Regions from separate parts of the Cyprinus carpio genome. Here region 1 is linked to region 2. A link is a contact called in public Hi-C data. All regions are on one chromosome and are shown on one strand. The core of a region is the stretch at or near the end of the contact, and the rest is flanking DNA. Distances in the headings are between cores, read along the strand shown.

What was found. Hi-C and Micro-C count contacts between places; a contact is called where the count stands out from the background.
Region 1: a contact with region 2 is called in a Hi-C map of red blood cells, with 5 times the contacts expected there. The contact joins the enhancer-like site here to the promoter of ankrd11 in region 2. A contact is called at or near these places in 3 of 8 Hi-C or Micro-C datasets (liver, red blood cells and skeletal muscle).

What each region holds. Positions count from the first base shown.
Region 1 is chrB7:36,794,998-36,798,525 of ASM1834038v1, reverse strand. The region is part of intron 2 of ankrd11 (ankyrin repeat domain-containing protein 11); the gene reads right to left. Among protein-coding and RNA genes, the nearest start is that of ankrd11, 67 kb to the right of the region's middle. Within about 2 kb of position 2,040, at least 1 of the 8 cell types and tissues checked has an H3K27ac peak or open chromatin away from gene starts, as enhancers often do.
Region 2 is chrB7:36,728,471-36,731,961 of ASM1834038v1, reverse strand. ankrd11 (ankyrin repeat domain-containing protein 11) reads right to left here and starts at 1,863. Exons shown (of 13, transcript XM_042728495.1): 1 at 1,144-1,863. spg7 (paraplegin) reads left to right here and starts at 2,511. Exons shown (of 18, transcript XM_042728494.1): 1 at 2,511-2,681; 2 at 2,802-3,137; 3 at 3,426-3,491. The coding sequence starts at 2,964.

The DNA of each region.
Region 1 (3,528 bases), core at 791-3,290, 66 kb before region 2:
GTTTTTCTTTGAAACAGCACACACTGCTGACATGTATTAATATGTAGAGAGGTTAAAAAAACAGAATTTGAGAAGACTTTCACCTTGAACTCCATTGCATTTGACATGTGGCACAATAAAAGCAAGTAAAAATGTCTTCTTAGTAAAGCTTCAAATTAATCACACACATTCTCATTACATTCACTGCAATGCCACTTTTTCTTCAGAAACTAAGCATTGCCATTTACTCTCTCCCTTTCATGCTCCATTCCAACAAACATACACACTTGCCCTCACTACCTCTCAGACATGAGCAGTAAGAACAGAAAGTTTCTAGTTCCCAATGCTTTAAATAAGCTTGTGGCTGAGGGGGAGTGTATTAACTTTTTACACACAACTCCACTGTCAAGAAACTTCAGGAAGGCCAAAGACATAGCACTAAACTCTCACAAAAGGAGTGTGTAGCCTTAAAGTAGAGAATGGTGGAGTTGTAGGAGATAACTCTCCAATGAGTGATCATGGCTGTGTGAAAGCTGGACTAGATAGGGCAGGACAGACCTCACACCTGCTCAAGCAACAGCTGCTCTCCATGTCTCTGACACTCCCTGTCCTTTGCCCTCGGCTCCACTCCCCACAGCACTGCCCAACACCTGCAGCCACCCACCACCTTGTCGCCTGCCTGCTGTTTCCTTCTGCATAGGTGCCAAGGCACTGTGCACACACTCACAAACCTAGCAAACCACACAACTTGCCAAGCTCCAATATCTAAGCAGACCACTGAAGAATAAAGAAAATGGCTCAACCATAAAAGTGACTTTTGCGCTATAGTCATTTGAAGCCTTACGATAGCTTTGTGTAAAGGACTGACCTCAAAGTTATGTGATGAAAATCTTTTCTGAAGATCTCAAATCTCTTTCATAGCAGGATTCAATTCAAAAACTGAAAATCATTGCTCCGTTATGGTTCTCAAGACATTGTGAAGCCACTGATGTTTGATGTCACTTCACATACCCTGTATTGAGATGCCATGTTTTATTGTGTGCAAGTGCAAATAAGATTAGGGGGGACGACAGAAGGAAAGATTGTCACCAAATTAAACCATCTCCTAAAACTCCACTGAAAAGCCTCAAATTTCCAGTTTACTATGGGCCATCCTTCCACTAGACCTACAAAACAGAGTCGAGAGTACTACTATCACAGCAGAATGTTTAGTGAAGAAGACAGTTGTACTTTGTGAATGACGGGCATTTAAATTGTTAACAGGTTTGTGTGGGGTCAGATTCTAAGCATACCTAGTAATCTGCCTAGGCAAGAGCCATCAGGTCAGAGTGATCCAAAGGATGTATAGGTGTGAGCATAGTGAGCTTTAGACCTGGCCCCGGCACTGGATTACAGCACCTGTGTGCTCCCGTCCTTGACCTTGAGGAAGCTGTGGGGCCTGTTAATGAATCAGTCTGGACTGGAGTCAACAAAATTTTTGCCAGCTCTCCTTTTGCCAGTGACATCTTAAACACATGCAAAACATTTGATATTATAGCAAACAGCAAATAGAAGTAGCACTATGTAAAATCCTGCCCAAAACACACCTAGATTCACAGCTAGTCCCAACATGCAAGGTTGCAATCTTGCAATGGTTAGGAAACTGGTACTCTGAGAACAGGTGTTGATTTATGTTGTGCATAGATTATTGATGCTGCTGTAACTCTGGGAGAGTATTCTTGAACGTGTGATAGTTAGCAAAGTCCACTTCCTTTGCACTGAATTATGACCATCAAAAAAAAAAAAAAAAAAAAAAAAAAAAAAAAAAAAAAAAAAATTACAAATTCCACTCAAAAATTTGGCCTGCATTTTTTGTCTATTTTGCCATAGAATCTGTACTGATTTAAGCTGACTAGACATCTTTTAACCTCTGTGGTTTTGCCGCCTCCTGTGTCCGCACACTCTAAATTCCATCCTGGAGATTCAAGCAGCTCTCCACCTCTCTGCCAGACCATGACATCACTCCTCCAAAGCTGCTCTATATTTAGCTGTTCACCCCCCATTGAGCCTCACAACTCTAGGCCTGGCTCCCTCCTCCCACTCCTTACATTCTCTTTTCCTCAGATGGCTCATCACTTGCAGAGAGATGAAGAGGAGGGGAAAAGATTTGGTGAGTTGAAAGAGGAGAAAGGGGGGAGGAAGAACAGAGGAAGAAAGAGGGGAGGTGATTGAGATGCCATGAGCTATGGCACCATAAATAAAGGCAACCTCCATAAACTGGCTAGCCTCTGCAACGCTCTCAACCTCCCCTCTGTGCTCTCACGCAATTTCATCAGTATGCCTAGCCACATGAATGCGGCTCGGCATGGATGATGGCTCTGCATTGCAACGCTTTGCCTGCTCAACCAAGGAACAAAGCATCAAAAAAGATAAGGGGAGAGAACAGTGCAATTTTAAATCTGGCATTTGAAAATTCTCCTGGCACAGAACAAAATCCTGGCCCATGCAGCAATTTATTCACAATCACCTTGCTGCTGAAGTCAAAATGCGGTGTGGGGAGGAGGCGGTACCAGAGATGTTAAGGCCGGAATTGCCACGCTCAGCATCTGTGCACAGACATGCTTTTTACAGCCATTCCTCTCTGTCCCAGCCAGACGGAACAAGGCTCTGCAGGTCTAAGCGGAACATCTGGTGAAAGGTTTAGGACAAGAAATGGACAAGAAATCTCCAGTCTCACCGGCAGCATTCAGTGTTGTGTCCAAGCAGTCTACAGCACTGGCCAAACGAAACTTGTGAAGCACTGGGCATACACTTAGCAGTTGGTGATGGAAAGTCCGAAAGCCATGCCAGAGGAAAGTGTGATGGGGAAGGGTGGAAGGGTCTGATTTATAATGTAAAATTGTTTTAACCACAGGCAGAGTTGTAGTTTTTGGGTTCATACAGAAATGTCACAGGTTGACTAAAGTGATACTATTTCCTGGCCATTTTTTAATTCACATCTGCTATGATGACACATTATTTATTTTTTATATTTTTTTTATTTATTTATTTTTGTTATCATTCTGTGTAGGTTTTGCGTGGAAGGCACAAAACAAACTGAACAGCACTGCTTTGTTTGTCCAGTAGTTCTCCGAGGTCCCATGACGTGGCGTAATCTGCAGGCCTGAAGTGCTGTGCCTTTGCCATGGCTTTGGCAGAGATCGAAAAAAAGAAGGAGGGCGGCTGGGGTCTCACTAAAGGTCACAGCCCTGGAAAATCTCAACTGGACGTGTCTGTGGAGCTGGAAATCTAATATGGAGCAGACAGACGTGGCTTTTTATTTCCCCTGACCACAGCACTCCAACGTACAGAAGCAAGAAAGACAGGAGCTTGTACAAGAGGCCACTTCAGCCTTCAGTGTCAGTGAAAGGCCAGTAGAGATGGGCTACATGAAAGGACACAGTGTCTACTCCAATGCATTAAGAACTAGCAAGATTGGGAATGTTTTTCAAACTTTCAGTTTCAAAGTGCTTTACTGGCATAAAAAAAAATAAATAACCTTTTCAGCATTGCTGCATGCAATTTAAGTAA
Region 2 (3,491 bases), core at 614-3,113:
GAGTATGTGAAGAGAGGGAGAGAGAGTGTGCTAACGCCCCAACACCGCCGCAGTGTTCTTCCACTGCACCAACACCAGCTCTGTTTACTTCATTACAAACTTTCATAGATTCTGTCTCTATCCTTCAGATCACCCTTTAAAGAAGTACTGTAAGGTCTTGCTTCAATGCAGCTCCTTGATAAAGCAAACAATCACGCCACATAATGTCTAAACAAGCACGTAGACAGGTCACATCCACATGCAGCCTTCACAAAATGTGTTTTCAGAGCCTCTGCTCACACCACATAAGAAACAGTGAAGTTCAGGTCTTACTATCGTTCCAAATCAAAAGAAACATTTAATATACCGAGAATGGTTAGCCACATTAAGAATACAGATTTGCACTGAGAAACCCTTTATTTGGTAAAATACAATGATTGTAGCAGTGATCAGCCTTAATGGATATAGAGTGAAATCTTTAGGCTATTATACTACGTTTCCCGTCAGAAACAAATTCCTCTGTCAAACATGAGAACTGAAAACCAAACCAAAACTGATTTCGTGTCGCCATCATAATATGACCAATCTCATAAACACACTGAGAACTGAGTGTTGCAGTGATCTAGTATTTATAGTCTGACTGGTGCGCTGCTAACCCAGCGTAAATGTTTATTACAGGTCTTATTCTGTATTTCCATAATCTCTGCAGCTACTTCAGCACTTAAAATCAATGTGGAGACGATATTTCCTCCCATATGTGCCCTTGAAACATGCATATATTAACATGCATCCCAGTAGCTGATTTCTGCAGCTGAGCCCGTCTGGCCGTATCCGATTCCCAGAGAACATCAACATGACGAGGATTATTTTCATTTCTCCAGCTTCAGACGCTCAGCTTCAATTATTGCAGACCTTCACTATTATAGAGCTCTACAACCCGTAGGAATGAATAAAGGTGCACAGTCTGACAAAATGCATATATTTTGAGCAATACGCCAACATTTCCTTGACTTCGGGGTGGGGGAGGAAAACAAACTCCCGTTAGCAACGGAGCTAAAGCCGTTAGTGGACTAACCGTGAAAGTCGACGGCGGAGAGGACGTACAGAGGTTTCCCGACACGAAATGGCTTTCAAAAGAGTAAAGGGACGTTTCAAATTGCTTACCTTCTTCAAAACGTGAGCTACATCTACAAAATTATACTTGGTATTCCCTCCCGATGCTTGTTTTTCCCATTTGAGGCCTTCTGCTTCAGCGAGCTCCGATGCGGGAACATCCGAGGCGCGCGACGCTCATCGCAGTCCGCGCTCGCGCCAGCGTGCTAAGCTAATCACTGATAACCTCCTCCAAAAATGCGATGATTAAAATCTCTCAGGGCTCCGATAAACTGGTAAGAGAAGGGATTATAAACTCTCCATCCGCCCCTTTAAAAGTCCACGGGTCTCAGTGACGTTAAGTTTGCTGATTTGGCTTGATTTCAGGTGTAAAATAAAATTCCGCTTTAAGTTAATCCTCTCCGTCCGACTCCTTCCGAACAGTCTCGATCGGCCTTTGACTCGCGCTGACGAAGAGCGGACGCGAGGCGTTGATACGCGGACTGTGATAGGCTGACGCGTATGGGCGGTCACTGTTTGTTCCCCGTTGCAACGGCGAAACTGGCGCCATTGTGGTTCTTGCCAGGGACGCTTCCGGTTTTCTTTGGCGACCTCGAGCCGTAATGGCGGAGACAGTGGCATGTTTTTGCGAGCTCCATTTGAGTGAGAGGAAAATGGAGAGCCTGCTTGGGTATAACTTGTGTAGTAAAGTTGTTTGCTTTTTTTTAAGTAACGAGTGAACAGTTCTACCGGAATTGTTTTTCCTTATCCCGTTTTAATTGAGACTGATCTGAAACACCAGTTTATTTCTATCTACAGCATACTTTATAAATAGTATAAACTGTTTGTCGGTGACGGATTGCGATATCATCAGCCACAGCACGATTTGCTTTCTTTGACTGTTGTCTGGTAAATGTATAGTAGATGGGTTTGTTTTTGTTTTAATTTCGATTTGACGTCACAAGCCTCAGGACTGACACCGATTTCTTGCGATCAGAATTTGACGTCACAAGCCTCAGGACTGACACCGATTTCTTGCGATCAGAATAACGCAATGGCTCCCTCTATTGAAAATATCTTAAACTAGCTGTCTGAGATATATCCTCTATTCTCGACCATCTTATTACACTCAGGTGTTCTGCCCTCACTTCGTATCCTAACATAAAAAAAAAGCTGACTAGTGCGACATGACTATCAACATGACTATATATATATCTTAATAATGACTAATGATTTATCTTGCCTATGAGACCGTAACTATATATATATCTAAATAATAACTAATTTTAAAACATACAAATCCTAAAAAACAATAAACATGACTATATATATATATTATTCCAATAAAACTAAATACTAATGATTTATCTTGCCTATATTTCTGCGCTATAACTATATTATATTTATTTTTCCACTATAACTAAATTTTAAATATCAGATTACAGTCGCTGTCTTTGCGCATGCGCAACTAGAACTGTTTGTAGTTTTTTGGTTTCGTAAACATGCAAGGAGAACTACATTTCCCGTCAGCCGGTGCTCGAGCTGTTTCCGTTTTGATTGGCTGATTCCGAAGGTGAAAGTTGAACAGACATGTTTTTCAAGCCCGCACGGTAAACGTCATTAAAGTTCACGGCTTTAGTAGTCAGTACAGCTTTGTAATTGTATAATTGAAGACCGTTTTGTATTAAAGCATTGTATTTGTTCTGTATATGTGTGATATATTCGAACAGGAGACGCGCTCAGCAGCTATATTTGGCTGTGTTGGATAAGACCTGCAGGATCACAATGACAGATGCATGATAGCACCTCTTAGGGAGGTCACATTAAAGACTGCCATTTGTTTTGGTTTAGTATGTTTATGATCCAAGCGACGCGATAAACCAGCATTAAGCATGGCAGCGCTACTTTTGCAGCGTGGAAGCAAATGTTGCGACAAACGGGTTTGGTCGCTATATTCTCGTTTCAGCTGTTTTCAAACCTACAAAAAACTCCTGGAGAGCAGTGTGACTTCATACTTGCCTTTAGTGACTCCTAACAAACGAGGTCTAAAATCAGGACATGTTCAGGTGGGTTATTCAAACGTCGACCAAGCATTATGTAAACTATGTATGCTACGAATTTATGCTATCCTATGAACAGTAATGTTAAGTATATGTGGGGCAGCTTGCACATAATGTGCAATAAATTAGTCCATTATCTTTGATATATTTATTTAGTCTTTTGGTATATTTTTTGGTATAATTTGTTATTTTTTTTCTTGAGAAAACAGAGCAGATGAATCATCATAATAGCTAAAATCTCTATGATTATGCATGAGCATGACTGTGATTGACCAGGTTGCCATTGTTTCACAGAACATTTTGACAAGGCCTTTAATCCCGAGGCTTATTGGACTTGAGTTCCACTGTCGCCACAAATTG